Regions from separate parts of the Sus scrofa genome. Here regions 1 and 3 are each linked to region 2. Evidence: chromatin contacts called from public Hi-C and promoter capture Hi-C data. All regions are on one chromosome and are shown on one strand. Each heading gives the region's core, a stretch centred on a gene start, on an enhancer-like site or on the middle of the called end of the contact. The rest is flanking DNA. Distances are from core to core; before and after follow the strand shown. Region 1 holds the start of LOC110259671. Region 2 holds the start of TCERG1 (transcription elongation regulator 1). Region 3 holds the start of KCTD16 (BTB/POZ domain-containing protein KCTD16).

Evidence for each region. Promoter capture Hi-C pulls out the DNA fragments that hold promoters and counts their contacts. Hi-C and Micro-C count contacts between places; a contact is called where the count stands out from the background.
Region 1: a contact with region 2 is called in a Hi-C map of liver, with 5 times the contacts expected there. The contact joins the promoter of LOC110259671 here to the promoter of TCERG1 in region 2. A contact is called at or near these places in 1 of 5 promoter capture datasets (liver) and 1 of 47 Hi-C or Micro-C datasets (liver).
Region 3: a contact with region 2 is called in a promoter capture Hi-C map of liver, with 8 times the contacts expected there. The contact joins the promoter of KCTD16 here to the promoter of TCERG1 in region 2. A contact is called at or near these places in 1 of 5 promoter capture datasets (liver) and 5 of 47 Hi-C or Micro-C datasets (embryonic fibroblasts, mesenteric adipose tissue, omental adipose tissue and 2 more).

What each region holds. Positions count from the first base shown.
Region 1 is chr2:145,666,569-145,670,191 of Sscrofa11.1, forward strand. It overlaps LOC110259671, which reads left to right and starts at 1,369. Exons shown (of 3, transcript XM_021085167.1): 1 at 1,369-1,407; 2 at 1,667-2,421. The coding sequence starts at 1,369. It overlaps YIPF5 (Yip1 domain family member 5), which reads right to left and starts at 1,363. Exons shown (of 5, transcript NM_001077225.1): 1 at 1,254-1,363. The coding sequence starts at 1,363.
Region 2 is chr2:147,787,003-147,790,870 of Sscrofa11.1, forward strand. TCERG1 (transcription elongation regulator 1) reads left to right here and starts at 2,223. Exons shown (of 23, transcript XM_003354339.5): 1 at 2,223-2,329. The coding sequence starts at 2,271.
Region 3 is chr2:145,702,969-145,706,837 of Sscrofa11.1, forward strand. KCTD16 (BTB/POZ domain-containing protein KCTD16) reads left to right here and starts at 1,734. Exons shown (of 4, transcript XM_021084953.1): 1 at 1,734-2,449; 2 at 3,705-3,789.

The sequences.
Region 1 (3,623 bases), core at 119-2,618, 2.1 Mb before region 2:
GAAAGAAAAGAAGTGATTCACAGATAGTGTTTTTCACATGCTCACTCCCACTCTTCAAGGGGCTACGCTTTAGGGGTAGAAAAGCTTTAGAATACATGGAATTCAGAAGATTCCAGGGGTCTAGAAGTTGTAGCAAGTACAGCCTGTACAAAACAAGTCACACCACTGGGCTGAATTTGATTTTTGCTTTTTAAAATTCTTGGGCACCTTCATTCAGATGTTTTAATGCAAACACATTCTGGTACTAATGCTTGCCTCAGACTGGACACACACCTGTCCCTTGCCCTCATCCTGGGCGTCTTCATGAGAGTTTTAATTCAGGTTCACAGAAACACAGAGATACACATGAACTGTACAGACATTATACGCACATTAGTGTGGGTGCCTGTATGCAAGGATCTCTCAGAAATAGGCTGGCAGTTCTCATAAGAGTCTCGAGGGAGTTGTACAAAATCTTAAGTCACCCCTTGTACGAAACTCCTTCACTGGATTGGGGGGGCTGAAAAGATTAAGGTCCTAAGAAAGTAAGAATATGATGTCCTAGAGGAGACTGATAGAAAGCCTTCAGGTTTGGGGGGGGGGGTTTTGTTTTTTGCCACAAACACCAGGGACTAGAAAAAAATCAGGTTTTGTTTTTATGTTTTGTTTTCAACAGTTTAGGGTTGAAAGGTTTTGAGTCTCCCTCTTCTACCTACAACTGGCAACTTGTGTGTACTGACCATCAAGTCTTGGGATGAAGAGTAATAAAACTGATTATCAATTCTGCTACATGAAAACCACCTGATGATTCACAGTAGGGAACTTAGACCCTTCAGCAGTGTCACCGAGCGCTTTCACTAACACTTGATATATCAAGACTGAAAGCTGGACTGATTTAACCGCTAAACAGGTCATCAAAGGGTTTCATTTTTACCTAGGTCAGTGGATTAAACAGCCTATCTTCCAAGTTCTTAAAGCTCCTATCCCTATCTTAAATGATACACAAATACTGTCACTAGGAAAAGGTTCTTCAACAATCCACTTTTCCATTCGTGTCACACCTGAAAACTTGGCAGAAGATACCAAACTAAAATAGAGCAACCCCTTCCAAACCGAACGAGAGTCACCGATCTCTCCAGAGGCAGGAAGAGTATGAGAAGTCACGATCCTGATAAAGAACATGTTCACACATTCAGTCTTAGCAGAATTAAACACCTGGGGTACACGGTCTCACTACAACCGTGACTAAATAAATGGCAAAGTTGAAAAGTTACTTGCTATAGGGTCCTCCACTTCCTCCATAGTCATAGGTTTGCTGTGACTGGTCATCGATGCTGTAACTCGTCTGGTAGAAATCCGTGTTTAGGTTTTCAAAGCCTGACATGGCAGATGCTCTGCAATAGAAAAGAAACAGCGAAGACTGTGTATGTGCAAGGCCCTCCTAAATTCGGTCCTGACACTTAAGCAAATATCCTCCCAAGGCAGCAAATACTCGTTCTAGAAGTCCAGGGAGCAACACTGGGAGGGTGGGTCGGGTCTCTAGGTCAAGGCCGGGAAGACACCTCATTTCAAGGAGCTGGTACGCCTTGGAGCAGGGGCTGGGGCCGGGACGTGGGAGGAGGAGTGGCTCCGTGGGGCCTAAAATACCACCAGTGACAAAGAGGACTGATTCCTCACATTGGGACAGGGCTTTACAGCCGACAACACGACTGCCTCCTTGCAAAATACGGCTGGGCCTGCCGGGGAAACGCAAGCTGCTGGAAGACGGCGCCGGAGCGGCAGCGGCCGCGTCTCCGCACAGCCGGAGAAGGGGCGAGGGGCTGGGCGAAAGGACCCGGGCGCGGCGCCGAGAGGCGGCCATAAGCCGCGCTGCCCCGGTGCGGGGAGAAGCCGAACACTGCGCCACGGAACCGGACACTCACCTAACGCGGCGGCGGCGGCGGTGGCTCCCGCAGCCCCCAGCAGCCCCCAAACTCGGCTCAGGACCCGGTACCGGCCCCGTTGCTACGTGTCAGGAGGCCAAAGAACTGCTTCCGGGGCACGCCCGCTCGCGCAGGCGTGGTGGCAGATTTGGGGCCGGGGCTGGAGTACCGAGAGCGTGTTGGGGGAGGGGGTACGAGGGCGCGATATGGAGCGTGCGCAGTGCGGTGGGCCAATGAGAGGAGCGAACACTTCCGGCCGCTGGGTCGGCGGCGAAGGTAGAAAGGCGCAGGCGCCGCGGTTGCTAGTTGCCACTTGGGAGGGAGCCTTGCTCTGTAGTCGGAGCTCCTGGGGGAAGGCGCGTAGGTGCTGCAGCGGAAGGAGCGGAGCCTTTCTCTTGTGCACCGCGGCTGCAGATCCCTGGTCTCTCTGGACTCACTGCTTTTCAAGCACCGTGCTAGAGTCTATGTATTATTTATTACAAACTAACGAAATGGTTACTCTGCTACTCTCCTTTTATAGGTGAGGCTGTTAAATGTTCATTTCATAACACTGAATGCGACGTTGAATATCAACTCTGTGCTAACTATGCTAGCTTCAGGGAATATTAAGATGAATACAAGCTAGTTGCTATTGCTCATAAAACGTGTAAATACATATAAAATCGTTACTAATATTAAGCGCCCCGTAATTCTTTGGAAGGTGTAGTATTCAACTGGGACTACGAATCTTGAAAGCCACTCTGAAGAGGTGATGATCAAAAGGGTGAATAGGACTTAGAAAAGAACGCAACAGGAAAAGGAAAGGAGAGTCGGGAGAGAGAAAAGTGTAAATATTCCAGGCAGGGAGAGCCGCTGTGCAAGGGCTGGGGTTAGGGAAAACAGGGTGCAGGAAGGGTATAAATCAGTTTCTCCATCGCTGCACTATTAACATTTTGGTCCAAATGATTTTTTTTCTTTTCTTTTTTTTTTTTTTTTTTTTTTTTTGTCTGCACTGTAGGACGTTTAGCAGCATTTCTGAACTCTACCTCCTAGATATCAGCAGCAACCCCTCCCCCCGCAACCCTTGTGACAACTAAAAATGTCTCAGGCAACATTAGATTTTGGAAATCACTGGTTTAAATGAAGACAGGGTGATTAGAGCAGCAAGTGAGCCGAGCTGCGTAGGCAAGTGCTACAGACAAGGGTTGGGGAATAGAGTGTCTCATGGAATTGCCGTGTTGGCTGTAAAAAGGGAAACCACTGAAGGTTATGAACTAGTGAGTGAAACGATTAGATTGTTAACTTTTAAGAAAGTTGCATCGCTTTCTTAAAGTGAGAGAATCCTGACTGCCCTAAGGCCAAGTGCCCTGGTGTTAACCAATGATCAGAAGTGAGTCCAGGGTTTACAGTACTAAAATTTATATCATGAGTCTCCTACATTACATGCTGGGACCAAAATCCCATGGTCTTCATAAAAGAAGTCTGGCCATTGCTCTGGGATCAGTTTCCAAAGGGCTAATAAAATGTCACTGATAAAAACTTTTCTCTCAACACACACACCTCCCCAAAATGAAACAAACAAGTAAAAATAAACAACTGAAAGGAAACACACTCCCCTCCAATGCACCAAACAAAGGAACAAGAAAGCTGGCAAAAGGACACAGCTACAAACCAAAAAACCAAGGAGTGTCCTCTAGAGATGAACGGGAAGCTACCCTTTGATATTTTCTACTCCACCAAAGA
Region 2 (3,868 bases), core at 973-3,472:
CCCATGGTATCCATTTTGAGGGATTTTTTTTCCCCCCAACAATTGGGATTAGTCTATCTTGAGCTGTGTATACCAGTGTTATTTTTGGAATAATTTGCTGGGACTTGGAGATGCATGCTGATGTTTAAAAAGGGATCTACGCATCCACTCTCATTCATACTTCAATTTGTTCAAATGTCACATATTAAGTGAAATTTTAACCATAGTTTCTTGCTATAGATGAGCATGATTAGAACTGTTTGACCCTTATCACATTTTATCATACCTAACTGAATTCAGTATAGCATATTCTGTAATTCACACATAATAAAACTCACCCTTTAAAGTGTATAATTCAGTAGGTTTTAGTATATTCACCAAATTGTGCAATCATCACTACTATTTAATTTCAGAACATTTGCGCCATCCAAAAAGAAATCCTATATCCATTAGCAGTCCCTGCCTCCTGGAAATGTACTTTCTGTCTCTATGGATTTGCCTATTCTGGACATTTCATTCAATGGACTCATATAATATTTAGCCTTTGATATTTGGCTTCTTTCACCTAGAATAATGTACTCAAGGTTCATCCTATTGTAGCATATGTCAGTACTTAAATTCCTTTTTTATGGCTGAATAATATTCCTTTGTATAGATGACACCATATTTTTAAATCAATTCATCAGCTGTTTGGACATTTTGGCTATTATGAATAATACTGCTATGAATATTTGTGTACAAGTTTTTGTGTACATGTATGTTTTCTTTTTTTAAAATAAAAAAATTTTTTTTGGCAGCACCCAAAAAATTGGAATGTGGAAGTTCCCAGGCCAGGGATCAAACCTGTGCCACAGCAGCGACCTGAGCCACTGCAAGGACAGCACCAGATCCTTAACCCACTGAGTTCCGCACCCCTGGAACTTCTGCAATGATGTTTTCAACTTTCTTGGATCATGGTGTTTAGTAACGGGGCTTCTCTGCCGAACGGTCTTGGGTTTAAGGGTAGGCTGTGTCAGTTATTAGCTGTGTAATTTGAACAAGTTCTTTAACTTCTCTGGCCTCAGTCTCATCTACAAACTGGCTATTCATAGTACCCTCCTATTAGGAGGCCTTTTTATGAGTCCTAAAACAGACAATACGTGGGTAGTAATTAGAACAGTGCTTGGTATGAATGGTTAGGTCTGAGTAATACATTAGTTTAATATTTTATTAGTTTATTGTTTTGAGCGCCGTAACGGCAGAGTTCCTCTTCATTGTGCCTTTGAAACCCCAGTACCTAAAGTCTTTTTTTTTTTTCCTTTTTTTTGGGCCTCCCTGCTGCATATGGAGTTCTGGGCCAGGGATTATATCCGAGCTGCAATCACTGCTGAAGTGGCAGCTGCAGCATGGCTGGATCCTTAACCCACTGGGCTGATGGACCCTGTGTCCCAGCACTCCCACCATAGCACTGATCCCATTGTGCCACAGTAGGAACTCCCCCAGTACCTAAAGTTTTTTTTTTTTTTTTTAATTAAAAAAAAATTCAGAATTCCTTCTGGGTATTAGGATATGCTAATTTCGGACAAATGTGTTTCGAAATTGAAGGACAGATGTTTTAAACTGTAAATTGCCAAGAAGTTTTCTTCCTCCAACTTAATACAGCAACTTATAGCAACTAATTATTTAAAACAACCTAAGAGGTATTCTCTTTTTAAGTATAGTTGACTTACGATGTTGTGCCAATTTCTGCTGTATACGACGAAAGCATTATTTAATAACAGATATAATCTGGTGGCGCCTTAAGACTCCTGATTCTGAAAAGCTGGGAAGGGCTCAATTCCACAGCAACTCTGTGATTGGTTTACGGGTGATCCAGGTCGATTTCTCATTGGCTCACGGGGTGGAAATCGTCTCGGCCTGAGCCAGTACTGCCGGTTTGAGGCCAACATGGCTCCACAATTGGCTTTCCAGGAAGCGGGCAGACACGTGGCCACCGCAGGCTGAGCAGTGGGTGGGAGGACCTAGTTTTGCTTACCGCGAGAGGGCGCCGGCGGTTCCTCGTTGCTAAAGTCTCGTTTCCCGTAAGGCCTTCGAGCGACCAATCAACTGGCTGTCTCCATACCGCTTTCAAAGTCGGCGGGCCCTTTCACCAATCATAAGGCAGATACCACCCTTAGCGCGAGGATGGATGGGAAGTTTGACCAATCATTTCACAGATCTCTGCTCTCTCCGCCTCCCTCACGCGGGATTGACGATCCGTCAGGCCAATAGGAGACGCTGAGGCGGCGGGTGGGTGAACGCGGCCCTCTGTAATGGCGGAGCGTGGCGGGGACGGGGGGGACGGTGAGCGGTTCAACCCGGGGGAGCTCAGGTAAGGGGCCCCGCTCTCCCTCGCATCTCGGCGCTCCGGCGGCCCCGGGGCTGGGCGTGCCGCGCGGAGAGCCGGGTGGAGGGGGGCCGGGGAGCCGCGGCGGCTGCGAGCCAGGACCGCATGGGGTGAGGGGGAAGGGGAAGGCGGCTTGAATGAGCCGGGCCGGGGCTGGGCCGCGGCCTCCTGCGCGTCCCCGGGGCGCTCCCTGCGCGCTTCGCGGGGCCCCGCGCCCCTCGCGGCCCGCGGCCCGCGGGCCGGGTCCGGCCTTCGCGCTTCGGGGCCCCGCCTCGGGCGCGGGCCGCCGCCGCCGCCTCCGCCGCGGCGACCTCCGCCCTCCTCGGGCTCGGCGCGGCCGCGGGCCCGGGTGTCCTCCCCGAGGCCCCGCGCCGCCGCGCCCCGCTGCGCCCTGTCCCCGCCGGCCGCGGCCCGCGCGGTCCCCGTTTGCCCGCTCCCCACTGCCCCGCCTCGCCGGCTCGGCCTGGACTTCGTGCGGCCTGCCTGCCTTTTCGCCCCGGTTCCTCGTCCCGCGTTCGTGCCTGGTAACAATAGCGGGAGCCGTTTGCCGGGCGCCTCCGTGGGCCCGGGAGCCCCTCCTGGGGGTCCCCGCGACCCTCACGCCCGCCCCCGGGGAGGGGGTGCTGATCCCGTGTCCCAGGCCCCAGAGCTGAGCCGTCTTCGGTTAAGTGAGTGCCCCGCGGCAGGCGAGGACCCGGAGCCGCCTGCAGGTGGGGAAGTAGAACCGCGTCGCTTTGGTGGGATGGTGGCCCCGGGAACTGGCCGGGACCCGGGCCGCCGGGCTCGGAGCCTGCAGTCCTCCTCCTCCTCCTCGCGCTGGGTCTGCTCGCGCCGTCGCCCCAAGCAGGGCAGTGACCTTCCTCGCCCTGCTTTCTCACCGCCTGTGGAATTTGTCGTTAACATTTGGTCCCAGTGTCCCGGGGGTACGATGAGTGGGGTTTAAGGAAAATGAGGTCCTGAGTTTTCTGTCTGGTCCTTCCCTCCCCACCACGGGAAAAGGTCGTGCGAGCCGTTCCCCTCCCGTTCTGAATTGTGCCATTGTCAGCGTTTGGGAATGAAAAAGAGCAGAGTAAGTTGGGAGGACTCTAGCATGGTCCAGAGCTCCAGATGGAATTATGTAAGGAAAATGGGTATTGTTAAGATTTCAGGGAGGAAAATCTTGTCTTTGAGATTCTGAGTTGTCAGAAATTGTTAACTCTGGCAGGAATACAGTCTTACTTCTTGGAAGACTCTTAAATCCTTTAAACCCCGTGTGTACACTTGAGTCATGGGTGATCGCACTGCCTTGTCAGGGTCGCGCAGTGTTAGGGTGGAAGGATTATTTCTGATTCTCATCTCCAGAAGGTTCCTTGAGCTGGTCTTAAGGGATTATTTGGGAACATTAGTTTGCATTTTAGAGAGTATTCCTCGTCAGCTTTACAAGGAGTAGCCTTCTAGACTTTATTAATAGTAGTCCAGACGTTGTGCAGGCTTTAAATGAGATGTTGTGTTGTAGGTGTTCCACACCTTAGCCTCTTGGATTGG
Region 3 (3,869 bases), core at 484-2,983, 2.1 Mb before region 2:
TCAATCCTTTGCATCCCTGAGACTAAAGGAACAACAAAGGGGGGCTGATCAGAGGATGTTCGCCTAGAGTCTACAGATTCCAACACGAATAAGCTTCAGGCCAATCTTGAAGGAAAGAAACCCCTGACCTCTCAAAAGTGAGAGATCAACACCCTCTCAATTTCTTGAGGCTCCAGGTAGATGCAAAAGTCCTAAAGAGGGCTAGCAAATAGTTGCTCCAGTTTGAATAGTTTATTATAATAAATTAACATTTTTAGCACAAAACGCTGGACAGCCATACAAGTGTGCAAAGCCTAAGATATTTACAGTGTTTATTGAAAAATGGGAATTCAGAGTGCATGTCAGGTGTAGCCCACCCACAGTTCACAAGGTGAAGGTCATCTGGTGAATGCTTTCTTTATATTTTTTCGGTCCTCCTCAGGGTGTTTCTCTTTGAGTGTGTGTGTGTGACCTCATTTCAAAAAGAGTCAACATTTGCGGAGTGCTGGGAAGGGGAGTCCCTGGCCACGTGATCTCCCTGGCTCCTCTCATTCCTCAGTTCTTCCTCAGAGGTTCTGCCCTGGACATGGAACGCAAACTTTTATGCTTGTGTATTCATCTCCTAGATTTTCTAAGATTCTCCAAGCAGCCCTTTCCCCCAAAACCTTAAGTACGACTGGTCTCAAAAATATCCTAACCTATGAAACCCAGATCAATGAACAGAGCTCCTCATTTTTGAAATTTAGAACACTCTTCTTTTAAATTGTAAGGATATTTTAGCCTTGCAATTTCACTTATTACTAACAATTCTTTTCAATGACTTGCTGTTTTTTTTTTGAAATGCATAACAGGAGTTCCTGTCGTGCCTCAGTGGTTGACGAATCTGACTAGGAACCATGCGGTTGCAGGTTCAATCCCTGGCCTTGCTCAGTGGGTTAAGGATCCAGCGTTGCTGTGAGCCGTGGTGTAGGTCGCAGACGCAGCTCGGATCCCACGTTGCTGTGGCTGTGGTGTAGGCCAGTAGCTACAGCTCCGATTAGACCCCTAGCCTGGGAATCTCCATATGCCACAGGAGCGGCCCAAGAAATGGCATAAAGACAAAAAAAAAAAAAGAAAGAAATGCGAAATAAACATGTTTCCTTATTTGCCGCCTTTCCATCTTTATTCTAGAATCCATAATGTTAAAAACAAAACATTGATGGTACTGAATAGGCAATGATCTGAACCCTACCCTCATGCTCCACAGCTGTGTGGCCCTGTGGAAAAGCTTTCCCTCTCTGGTACTCAGCCTCTGTAGCTCTAAGAGGAGATGGTGATTCCATTTCTCAAGTTCCTTTTAGCTTTATAGGACCATGGTTTTTTTTCTTCCTCTCATGCTTTACTTCCTGCCAAATTGCCCCTCAAATATTTTAATAGCCCATCTCCAAAGTCATTGTCATGGCATACTGCCCTACTCCGTTAGATACTAAACAATTGGCTTTTAACTGTGAACAAATTCGGTACTTAATAAGCATAAATTCAAACTTATTTATACCCTGTATCTGATGGCAAATAACTGTTTACTTTGTAATTTTGATGAACAGAACCTTTCAGGTAAAACTCAAATCACTATAAAAAAAACTTTAAAATAAAGGAAAACTCTAACTTTGGGCTCAAGTAGGTTGCCAGATACACATCTGCAGTGATAGCATAGGGACACTAGATGGCGATATGAGTGCACCAAATAATAAACATTTCCTTGACTGGTCCAGTGTTAAAATCCCAGTGATTAAGGCCAGAACAGGTTAATATATTAGTTAAAGAAACAAAGTCAACTATAATTAGGTGTTAGAGTGTTAGCTAATACTCTGAATGTGTTCAGTAACCTGATACTTAGTGAAAGAAAAGAGTGTTAAATTAGAAATTAATTTACATGACTGCTGAGTCTACGTTCAAGCTAATTCTTGGGGCAAGAGTTGGCAATAAACATGTGTGTCCCATAAAATGGATCTAATTCATACTTTCCTGTCCACTTTTGGTTTTGGGGTTTTTTTAATAGCAGTTGTTTGGAATGGAGTGTGCCTTACATATATTATTCATCGACAAAGTACTATATTCTCATTAGGAATGTGAGTCCTAAGACATTGGTGTTTTAAAGGGGAAATGGCTGACTTACTGTAAGCTGTTGGCTGGGCCATTATTGACTGGCAGGATCAACTGGAAGCACTTTGTTAGTGGATTAGGTTGCCCTGGAAATGCCTTTCTGAAAGTCTAATGATGCACTTAAGGGAACCCTCTGGGACAGGAGTAAAATGTCTCTTAGCAGGCGTGTCTTCCACCAGAGTCCTCTTGGGATGAAATGGGAGGGGGCCGGCCACATCCAGAGAGATGCTCAGTAAGGAAACAACCCCAGGAAAAGGTTGCAGGTAACAATTTCTTACATGGAAGCGAAGATAACGCCTTACTGACAGGAACTCTGAGTTTTCTGAAGGTACCAGCGCTTCGTGTATTCTTTTGAAAGAGCACCATTAATTCCAGAGATTGCATGTGTGCATGGATGTATATATTCATTTACTAAATGCTTATTTATTTGCTGGGGTAGGGGTGGCGGAGGGATGGAGAAGGAAAAGACAAGAGAGCGCAACTGAGAGAATATGGTTTGATCCTCTCTGATTGGAGAAAAAAAAAAAAGCCCTTCTGTAGGTTGAACATCGGGGTCACTGGGTGTTTTGTTGCTGTTGTTTGTTTGTTTTCTTAAACAAGCTTTAGAGGGGGAAATTTGCCCTTCGGCAGAAATTCAGTGCACGTGCGCAAAGGGCTTGTTGGGGGTTTTTTGTTAATGAAAAATCGCTGTGTTTATCTCACCACTGGGTGAAGGGGTTGTTTCCGGCGGCTGGGGGGGCGGTGGAGGTCTAAAGACAGGAAAAAGGGCAAAGCAAAGGAAACTCCAGACTCGCGGGCAGGACGGGAGGGAAGTGGCTAGGCAGCGCTGGTCCCCGCCCCAAGCCCCAGCGCGCCCCGGGAGTCGCGTGCCCACGGCCAGAGCGCGGCGTTCCCGTGCAGTCCTGGCGACCTGTCACCGGGGAGGACGTGACTCGGAGCTGCCTCCGCTTCCTCCAAGCCATATTCCTTTAAGATGATGTAATAGTCATTTCCCTGGATGGTTTCTTGCCTGCACTGCTGAAACAACAGCATCCTAACTGCACTGGGAACTGTGGAACCACCCAGAGCCGCCGCCGCCGCCGAGAAGCCGGAGCCCGAGCCCCCGACCGCATCTCTGCGCAGCGGCGGCTGCCGGCTCCCACCTGGCTGGGAACATGGGAGTCCGCTTGCCCTTGCCGGCAGGTGGGTGACTACCTGGCACCCCAGCAGGGCACATCTGTCTTTCTTTCTGCTTCTGGGCTTTCTGCAAAGCTTCTAAGTCCCAGTACCTCTTGCAACTCTCTTCTGTTTTAAGGATTCTTTCCAAAGGTTGGATTTTTTTTTTTTTTCTGCCCCTGGAGAGGCTTTGGTTGAATATTTTTCTCTGCTTTGCTTTTTCAATCCAACCACCTCTCATCACGGTTTAACTTTTTTGTGACTTGTTTTAACTTGAGATCGGGAGTGGATATCTACATACATATACACAAATATACATTTATATAAATATTTATATATATATATAATAATTATTATTTTCTAAGAGCACATCTCTCTGGCACTTTTCATTGATACCTCTGTCCTTTCCCTCTTTGGGATTTGACAAGCTCCAGACTGTGTGTGGCTGTGGATTTGGACGGCTTCGCAAATGGGTATTTCTTCACAAGAACTGTGTTTCCAGCATTCGCTAAGGTAAGTTCCCAGGCTTATTGCTCTCCCTCTCTAGCCAGAAGAAGAAGAAGAAAAAAAATCCCCTTTTAGAAGTTGAAAAT